2 separate regions of the Zea mays genome follow, and region 1 is linked to region 2. Evidence: chromatin contacts called from public Hi-C data. All regions are on one chromosome and are shown on one strand. Each heading gives the region's core, a stretch centred on a gene start, on an enhancer-like site or on the middle of the called end of the contact. The rest is flanking DNA. Distances are from core to core; before and after follow the strand shown.

What was found. Hi-C and Micro-C count contacts between places; a contact is called where the count stands out from the background.
Region 1: a Hi-C map of bundle sheath shows a contact between it and region 2, with 1.9 times the contacts expected there. The contact joins the promoter of LOC100272420 here to the promoter of LOC100193027 in region 2. A contact is called at or near these places in 2 of 25 Hi-C or Micro-C datasets (bundle sheath and leaf).

The regions. Positions count from the first base shown.
Region 1 is chr9:17,807,955-17,812,777 of Zm-B73-REFERENCE-NAM-5.0, reverse strand. LOC100272420 (putative protein kinase superfamily protein) reads left to right here and starts at 2,562. Exons shown (of 4, transcript NM_001146897.1): 1 at 2,562-2,790; 2 at 3,363-3,507; 3 at 4,208-4,470; 4 at 4,576-4,823. The coding sequence starts at 2,714.
Region 2 is chr9:17,669,536-17,674,334 of Zm-B73-REFERENCE-NAM-5.0, reverse strand. It overlaps LOC100193027 (AP-1 complex subunit gamma-1), which reads left to right and starts at 2,921. Exons shown (of 19, transcript NM_001358524.1): 1 at 2,921-3,062; 2 at 3,157-3,459; 3 at 3,542-3,683; 4 at 4,609-4,782. The coding sequence starts at 3,019.

The DNA.
Region 1 (4,823 bases), core at 1,313-3,812, 140 kb before region 2:
CATCCTCTTTTTCTTGTCCCCACTCCGTTGCGGCTTGTGGGAGGAAGACTTCTCCTTCTTCTCTTTGTGTGAAGAAGATTTCTTCTCCTTCCCTTTGGAGGAGTCTTTCTTCTTCTCCTTTCCTTTGGAGGAGTCTTTCTTCTCCTTCCTCTTGGTGCGGGACTCTTCCGATGAAGTGCTCCCGTGGCTTGTAGTGGGCTTTTCGCCGGTCTCCATCTCCTTCTTGGCGTGATCTCCCGACATCACTTCGAGCGGTTAGGCTCTAATGAAGCACCGGGCTCTGATACCAATTGATAGTCGCCTAGAGGGGGGGTGAATAGGGCGAAACTGAAATTTACAAATATAAACACAACTACAAGCCGGGTTAGCGTTAGAAATATAAGCGAGTCCGAGAGAGGGCGTGAAAACAAATCGCAAGCGAATAATAAAGTGAGACACGTGGATTTGTTTTACCGAGGTTCGGTTCTCTCAAACCTACTCCCCGTTGAGGAGGCCACAAAGGCCGGGTCTCTTTCAACCCTTCCCTCTCTCAAACGGTCCCTCGGACCGAGTGAGCTTCTCTTCTAAAATCAAAACCGGGAACAAAACTTCCCCGCAAGGGCCACCACACAATTGGTGCCTCTTGCCTTGATTACAATGGAGTTTTGATCACAAGAACAAGTGAGAAAGAAAAGAAGCAATCCAAGCGCAAGAGCTCAAAAGAATACGGCAAATCTCTCTCGCTAATCACTAAAGCCTTGTGTGGAATTGGAGAGGATTTGATCTCTTTGGTGTGTCTAGAATTGAATGCCTAGCTCTTGTAATTGGTTGAGAAGTGGAAAACTTGGATGCAATGAATGGTGGGGTGGTTGGGGTATTTATAGCCCCAACCACCAAACATGACCGTTGGTGGAGGCTGTCTGTCGAATGGTGCACCGGACAGTCCGGTGCACACCGGACATGTCCGGTGCGCCAGCCATGTCACCAATGCCATTGGATTCCAACCGTTGGAGCTTCTGTCTTCTGGGCCCGCCTGGATGTCCGGTGCACACCGGACATGTACTGTTCAATGTCCAGTGCGCCAGTATGGGTGTGCCTGACTTCTGCGCACTTCTGGCGCGCATTGAATGCGCCTGCAGATGACCGTTGGCGCGAAGTAGCCGTTGCTCTGCTGGTTCACCGGACAGTCCGGTGAATTATAGCGGAGCAGCCGCTGCGTTTTCCCGAGGCTGGCGAGTTCCGGAGGCCGCTCTTCCTTGGAGCACCGAACACTGTCCGGTGTACACCGGACAGTCCGGTGAATTATAGCGGAGTGCCTCTGGAAATTCCCGAAGGTGGCAAGTTTAAGTTGGAGTCCTCTGGTGCACCGGACACTGTCTGGTGGTGCACCGGACACTGTCCGGTGTACACCGGATAGTCCGGTGCCCCAGACCAGAGGTGCCTTCGGTTGTCCCTTTGCTCCTTTGTTGAATCCAATATTTGATCTTTTTATTGGCTAAGTGTGAACCTTTTACACCTGTATAACTTATACACTAGAGCAAACTAGTTAGTCCGATTATTTGTGTTGGGTAATTCAACTACTAAAATTATTTAGGAACTAGGTGTAAGCCTAATTCCCTTTCAGGAACAAAATATTTCCTTTAGGAAAAAAAATGGACAACAAAGTTGAGCAGGCAATAATATGACAACTTGCTGCCCATGGACTGGCTGCTGCCGGGCTTTCGCGACGCCGTTGAGAAGGCCCGGGATTGGAACTCTGGCTATGGGCTATGGCCCTCTTTTTTTTTCTTCTGCTTCTTATGCATGTATGCGAAGAGATGTGTAGACGTTGCCTGGACAGTTGCCTCTCTTGTATGGGGCCAGAGCCAGCCCTAAACTCTGGGTACTCTCATGGAATTATTTGAGCCGAAGCCATTTGGAAACCTTGTGACAAATATGTGGAATAATAATATTTGTTATAGTTGATGTCAGATTTATTACGACGAAGAGTGAGAAGCCATATTACTATGATCCCGCCTGTCCAGTAGAACACATGGCTCTTCTAACTCCTCTCAAATTTTATACTCCAACTGTTTATTTTTAGTTGTCGCTGAATAGTTCAACGAAACAGAAGGAGTACCTACTCAATGAAAAAAAAACAGCTCCAACAAAATGCTGCGCTACTTGCCATCTCCTATAATTTGCCAGGGAGGACCAGTCGCTCCACGGCGAGCGGTTCACATCAATTTATTTATATTCATTCACGTTGATTTTTTTACATGTCCTTGATGCCAGGAATCGGTGCAGGTGAACAAAGCCAAGCCGTACACGCGTTCTTCCACTGATTGCTGTGGAGAACCGAAACATCTCGTATGGAATAATCCCCCTTCCGCTCCGCGTACCAGACGGCCGGCCCTAGTGTAGTGATGGTGGTGAACGTTGTGGTGGTTACCCGTGTAACCAACCCCCATCACCAGCTCCAGCAGGATTTGCCCCGCACGGCAAGCAGCGGCGTGGGCTGCCGAATCCCCAACCCAACCTGCGTCGGCGCGTGGGAATGGCGAGAAAAAGGCGGCGAACAGGTCACTCACGCACACCGAAAGCGCAGCTGCGAGGCTGGTCTCCGCTGTTACGTCTCTGCCCGCCTCTCCCCCACCCCTCCTCTGGTCCAAGTCCCCCCACCGCAGCGGCCACCACTCCATCCGAGTCTCTTCGACTCCAAGCCGTTCCGCTCCCCCTGTTCCGCGCGACGCCGATGCACCCCAAGCTGCCGCGGGCCGCGCGCAGGCTCCTCTGCTGCGGCGGGGCCGCCGCGTCCCCGGAGGAGGACCTGTAAGTCGCCAGCTCCTCGTCCTGCCCCCCAGCCCCGCTTCGTTTCTCTCTCCCTTCTGTGTTTCTCTGGGGTTTGCTCAAGCCCACCGCGTTGTGTGAGCTCGGCGATCGGTGTTGGATGTTCTGAGGATCGTCGGGGACTCGGGGCGGGGGGCATGATCACGTGAACATGACGGCGAACTCCTCGCACTTGGTCGCTCTAGTGAATTTGCCAAATACGTACGTAGTAAGTAAGACACCTTGTTTGGTTTTAGCGCTACTGCTTGTACTACAAACGTTGGCGGTGGGATTTGGGTGCAAAGTAAAACGCTGCGGGCTTTAATTTATTCTGTTCCTCAGCTTCAGAAATAGCTATGAAACGGTGTGGAAATTCGGCATGTTGCCATGCTGGTCATGTCCGATGAACCATCCTAATATTCAGATTTTTCTTCTATGGATTAGGAAAATTTGTTCTAGGGGCAGCACAGGGGGGGTTTGCAGTGGAACTGGATACGAGTTCACGTACTGTGTATGCTTGGAAGGTCATTTGGTAGTAGCTCATCATGACGTATTTAATTGCTTTGGTTTGTAAGGTCTGACGAAGGAAGGCGATCGTTGAGGTGGGTGTTCTCGTTGAGAGAACTTCGATCAGCAACAAACAGCTTCAATTACGATAACAAGATCGGAGAAGGGCCACTTGGGAGCGTGTATTGGGGGCAAGTCTGGGATGGTTCTCAGGTTCCTGCTGCTCCCTACATCTTCATACTTGCTGAGAATTAAAATTTCAACTCTACGCCTTTTGTTTTCTTGCCTGTCAGTTCACCCAGTCACAGTTATTTTTTGGGACATTGACCTTTGATTGCGTTATTATTAAATAACCAAACAACTGGCTTCTGTTTCCTTTTGTTTTGTTTTGGGACATTGATCTTTGATTGCGTTATTATTAGGTAGTTTGGATATGTTGTCATTGGGAAGTCAACACAAACACACACACACAAACATATAAGCGTGCGTGCGTGCGTGTGAACTGGCTACAGGTTTGCATATCTCCATCTTGTGTAAATAAAAAAGAAAAAAAATGCCTGCATTAGCCTGTCATGGTGGCAGCTATTGGACGTGGCCCCTTTTTAGAATTATGATTGAGGTCTCATGTTCCTGCAGAGTAACCTTGTTTTTAGGCATTGTGGAAGAAAAAAACCCAATACAATGCTTAATAGACAAACCCATCTCTTAGGTATGATATGTTCTGTGTCTACATATATTTCTTTTTTATATGTAGCTTTGTCTATACTATGCAAATTGAGTGGTTGGGAATACTGTGACAACGTGTCATTCCATGCGTCATTGTCCGTATCCAGCTTTGTATATATTATATAAAAACTAGGTTGAACTCAATGCAGCCTATTGGTTGACTTCACAAAAACCTTCGTTCATGCAGATTGCTGTCAAGAGGTTAAATAACGCAAAGAACGGCACAGAAGCCGAATTTGCTTCAGAAGTCGAGATACTGGGAAGAATAAGACACAAAAACCTCCTGAGCTTCCGTGGATACTGTGCGGACGGACCCGAGCGCGTTCTGGTGTACGACTTCATGGCAAACTCAAGCCTGTATGCACATCTCCATGGACCGCATTCCGCGGAGTGTCTCCTCGACTGGCGGAGGCGAGCGTCTATCGCCATGGGCACCGCTCGGGCTCTCTTGTCAGTGAACAACAACGAACCGTTCTCTATTATCTTTGTTCGTAGCAGAATAACATTGATAATCCACGCGCTGTTGATCTAAATAACTCAAGTACTTTCTCATAGGTACCTTCATCGCCACGCAACGCCTAAGATAATCCACGGAAGCGTCAAGGCCACCAACGTGCTGCTGGATTCAGACTTCCGGGCGCACGCTGGCGATTTCGGTCTGGCAAGGCTTATTCCCGACGACGGAACGGACCACGAAAAGATAGCCAGCAGCGAGAGCCAGCGAGGCTACCTTGCTCCCGAGTACGCCGCCATGTCCGGCAAACCAACTGCAGGCTGCGATGTATACAGCTTCGGGATCATAC
Region 2 (4,799 bases), core at 1,672-4,171:
TTGGTGGCCCTCACAGATCAAGTCGGTTATGCAATTTGTATAGGTGCACTAATTCTAAATTCATAAATTTAAATTCTTCACCTGTTTTTATAAGTGCACTGATTCTAAATTCGTGGATTTAAATTCTTACATATACCTCATAGACGTGTTCTTCATGAAAACTTTTCAAATCCTGAGTCGAACTATTACTCAATAATCATACTGGATGAAGCTCACAAGTGCAGTTTAAACATGTATGGTGATTTATCCTGAATTATGTCTGCATACATGGTCAATTTAATTCATGTGCCTTTATTTAGGAATTATGTCTGCAACAAGAAGGTTTCTGTGTTTATCAACAAATGATTGATTCATGTGCATTTATTTGGGAATTTATATGCCCCATACAGGAATAAATAATTGAAGAAGATGCAGTGAAATTTGTTTGCCGAGAAGCTAAGCAGATGCACTGAAGTCATCTTGTGTCATTCCATATCATGCTACATTGCCCTAACCTGCATTGCTTTCATTGATTTAGACGCTTTTTAATTTGTTGCATCGTTTGAATTGTAAGACCTTGTGATATTTTCTGAAGATTTGTATAAGTTTGTAATTTATTGTGATAGTCTTAGCATTTAAATGATACAATTGACATGACATTATTAAAATCATAAATAGAAGTATGTATGATACTGATGGTTATAATGTAGTGATGAAATAGTTATATTAAAATAACAAAATTTGTGTATGGCTAAGATCATAAATGGATTACAAAATATTTTCTCGACATATTTATACATAAGTTATCGTGTTATTATATGTTTCCGTTGCAACGCACGGGCATTTACCTAGTAGAGTAATAATCCTTTAAAATTTCTTCACTTTTCCTTTGTTCTAGAGGATGCCTAACATAGTAGAAATGGAGGTATTAGTCAACTAAGGACAGTGTTCGGCTAGGCGGCGACTAGCGCGCCTAGGCGCTAATCGGTGGGCTGCCGCGTAGCCTAGAGCTCTGTGCGGCGTTTAGGCGGGCCGGCGCAGCGCCTAGGCGGCGCTCAACCGCGCCTCCGCGGCGACTTTGCGGCGCGCAGGCGGGCGGCGGGAGCGCGCGGCAATTTTTTTAGCGCGCGCGCTGCTCCCGCTCGGTCTCCCTCCTCCACACGAGAACTTGCCTCCCTGCTCATCCCCTCCAGCTGCTCCCCTCCCTGCTCCCCCGCCGATGAGTTCTCCTCCCCCGTCGGCTGCTCCCCTCCCTGCTCATCCCCCTCCACAAGTCGCTCCCCTGCTAACCGCCTCCCTGCTTTCCTCCCCTGCTAACTTGGCCTCCCCTGTTTCCTACTTGTACAAGAGTAAGGATAGCCTGCGGTGTACAAGTGAAAGGTAGCCTGCGGTGTACAAGTGAAAGGATTAAGGATGTCATCAGAAACTGCAACTGCACCTTCTGAAACTGAAGCAGCTAGAGCGAATCTCCTAAAAAGAAATTCAGATGATGTTGGATGGGAATATGGTGTTCTTGTTGATGCTAACAACAAAGACAATGTGAAGTGTAAGTTCTGTGACAAGGATATGAGGGGAGGGATTTATAGGTTGAAGGAGCATCTTACCCATGTTGGAAAGAATGTGAAGAAATGCACGTCTGCAACACCGCAGGCTCTAGAGGCTAAAGAGAAGTGCAAGAAAGCAATAAAGGCTGCAAAAAGGAAGAGGGAGGGAAGACTGTTCGTGTGCTAGAACTTAGAGAGGAAGTGAATGTATCTAGGGTTGGAGAGGAGTTAGAAGAAGTCACTTGTGTTGGAAGCTCACAGCCTCACAAATTTTGTGTGAGACCTAAACTAAGAACTATGTGCTTGTGCTGTCCTTTATTTATAAATTGTGTTCTACACTTGTATTACTGTCATATCCACTTGTGTTGTAATTACCAGCTGCTGATATGATGTGCTCAATTGCTTATGAATGGGAGGCTGCTGAAATCATCCAGATAAGTCACAATTTAGTGTTTTCTATTTTTTTGATGAACAGCTAGCTGTCTATTGACTAATTTACTAACTACTAGCTGTCAAAATGTGTTGTAGCCTTGCAGGAGCTAGGAACATGCAAGAGTAAGCTCAGCTAGGAATCAGATATGTCTACTGGCCTTCTTTTTATAATTACTGCGAGTCTGTGACTCATATATAGTAGTTATATACGTATATATAGTTATATACATAATATATATAATTTATGGCTATATTGCCAAAACGTCTAGAAAAGCGCCTAAGACCGAGTACTCCCGACTAGGCGCTAGACAATGGGTCACCGCCTAGATTCCGCCTAGCGCCTAGCTGAACCTTGACTAAGGAGAATTGATCAATTGGATTTATGCTTAAGGATGTAATACAAAACATAAAGACATGTGTGTTCTGTTGATAGTTTTATGTGAGTTTAGAGACAACAATCATAATTTGAATTTTTATTTATATGTAACTTTAGTATTTTTACAATTTAAATAGGGAACCGTAAAACTAGGAAAATGATGTTTGAATGCATTAAAACGAATATTTAGTTGGCTACAAATGTCGAAAAAATAGCTAGCTAATAAATAGCTACATGTTATTAGCTAATTTATTAAAAGTAGCTAAATAACTAAACTATTAGCAAGATATGTTTAAATATTTTTAGCTAATTTTAACAACTAATAGTATGCAACTATTAGATTAATATATCAAACATGATCTTAGATCATCTTAATAGATCCTCTATTTCAAATTTTACCATAGAAACATTGTCCAATGGCGAAGTCCTACAGTGCAAAGACAGCCTACCACGGTCCACGGTGGTCTGAGATCAGAATAATCATCCCGTTGCCCACTAATCCCCTCGGAGCTTGGACTCTCAGACTAAACAAATCCGAAGCACAAAGCAGGGGCCTCTTCGCAAATCCCACCACCACCATCACCGCCTCCCAGATCCGCCTGGCCGTCCTCCTCGTCCGCCACTGCGGCGGTGATCCCTCGCCGCCCCGCCCTTGATACCGTCGAGAGGATCGTCGAGGACTTCGCCATGGACCTCGCCATCAATCCCTTCTCCTCCGGTACCCGCCTCCGGTGAGCAGTCCTCTCTCACATCGCGTCATCCCTCGTACGGACTCCTCGAATCTGCGCGTGGTGTAACGTAGTCGAGTGCGTTTATTCTTCACAGGGACATGATACGTGCGATACGCGCGTGCAAGACGGCAGCAGAGGAGCGCGCCGTGGTGCGGCGGGAGTGCGCGGCGATACGGGCCGCTATCAGCGAGGGCGACCAGGACTACCGGCATCGGAACATGGCCAAGCTCATGTTCATCCACATGCTCGGCTACCCCACACACTTCGGCCAGATGGAGTGCCTCAAACTTATTGCTGCCGCAGGCTTCCCCGAGAAGCGCATCGGCTATCTAGGACTCATGCTGCTGCTCGACGAGCGGCAGGAGGTCCTCATGCTCGTCACCAACTCTCTCAAGCAGTATCCACCCTGTCTGCACTTAACAGTTGTGTTTGTTGATTGTTATGCGTTGTTTCTGATTGTAATTACTTAACGTGGGCAGAGATCTTAACCACTCAAACCAGTTCATTGTTGGTCTTGCACTCTGTGCCCTTGGCAATATATGTTCTGCTGAAATGGCGCGTGATCTTGCTCCTGAAGTGGAGCGGCTGTTACAAAATAGGGACCCTAATACAAAGAAGAAGGTGCTCATTTTGACATGATAGTTTAGCCCCTAGTGAATTTTGTTTAAGTGCTTGTAATGATATTCCTGTTCCTGGAGTGTAGTAGTTCTGCTTCTAATTCAACAAACACAAAGTTAACTATTAATATGTTTCAAGGACCAGAACCAGTGTTATTAAAGCTACGTTTAAACGATGTTTAAACTAAGTTTAAACGTCAAAACTCTAATTAGAGGTTGAAATCACGTTTTGGCGTTCTAAACTGTAAAACGCAGTGTTTTATGCATTTTAGACCATTAGCTATTTTTGGGCCCGGTCTATTAGTTACTTTTGGGGTTCAATCCAGTTCATGGGTGAAGTTTTGGTAAACCACTAACCTCTCTGTTTTGATATTTAACTTCATATTATTGTCTGAAATTATGATATATTGGTATTTTTCCTATGTTGTTTAAAACTACGTTTAAACTTTTGTTTAAACGTTTAGGGCTGATTTGGTGACCCGGGATCCCGGGAGGATTGGAGGGGATTGAGGGGGAAATTAGTTTATTTCCCCCTCAATCCTCTCCAATCCTCCCGGGATCCCCTTGTCACCAAATCAACCCTTAAAAGTCAAAATTTCACCCATGAGCGTTCCAACGTTTTATCGTTTTAATAAGCTTGACCAGAACAATAGTTGCCATTTCACTATCTCAGCTGATAACACCACCAGACCCATGCTTAAGAGGTAAGTGATGAGTGATTGTACTGGAAAATCATACACATTAGGTATTAACTCTAATAAATTTGTCATTGGAGAACCCTTATCATCACTGTCCTCACTTGTGCCATGAACATTTCTAAGTTGGCACTTCCATCCATCTCCAATCACCAGTGCTTATCCTTTTTTGTTAGTTTGTGAAATGTGTGATATGGAGAGATCTCATTGATTGTTTAGCTCTTGTATTTTTAGGCCGCTTTATGCTCTGTGAGGATTGTACGAAAAGTTCCAGACTTGGCAGAAATTTTCATGAGTGCCGCCACATCATTACTGAAGGAAAAACATCACGGTGTTCTGATATCTGCTGTTCAGCTTTGCATGGAGCTATGTAATGCCAGCAATGAAGCATTGGAGTACTTGAGGAAGGTATGCATGACATGATC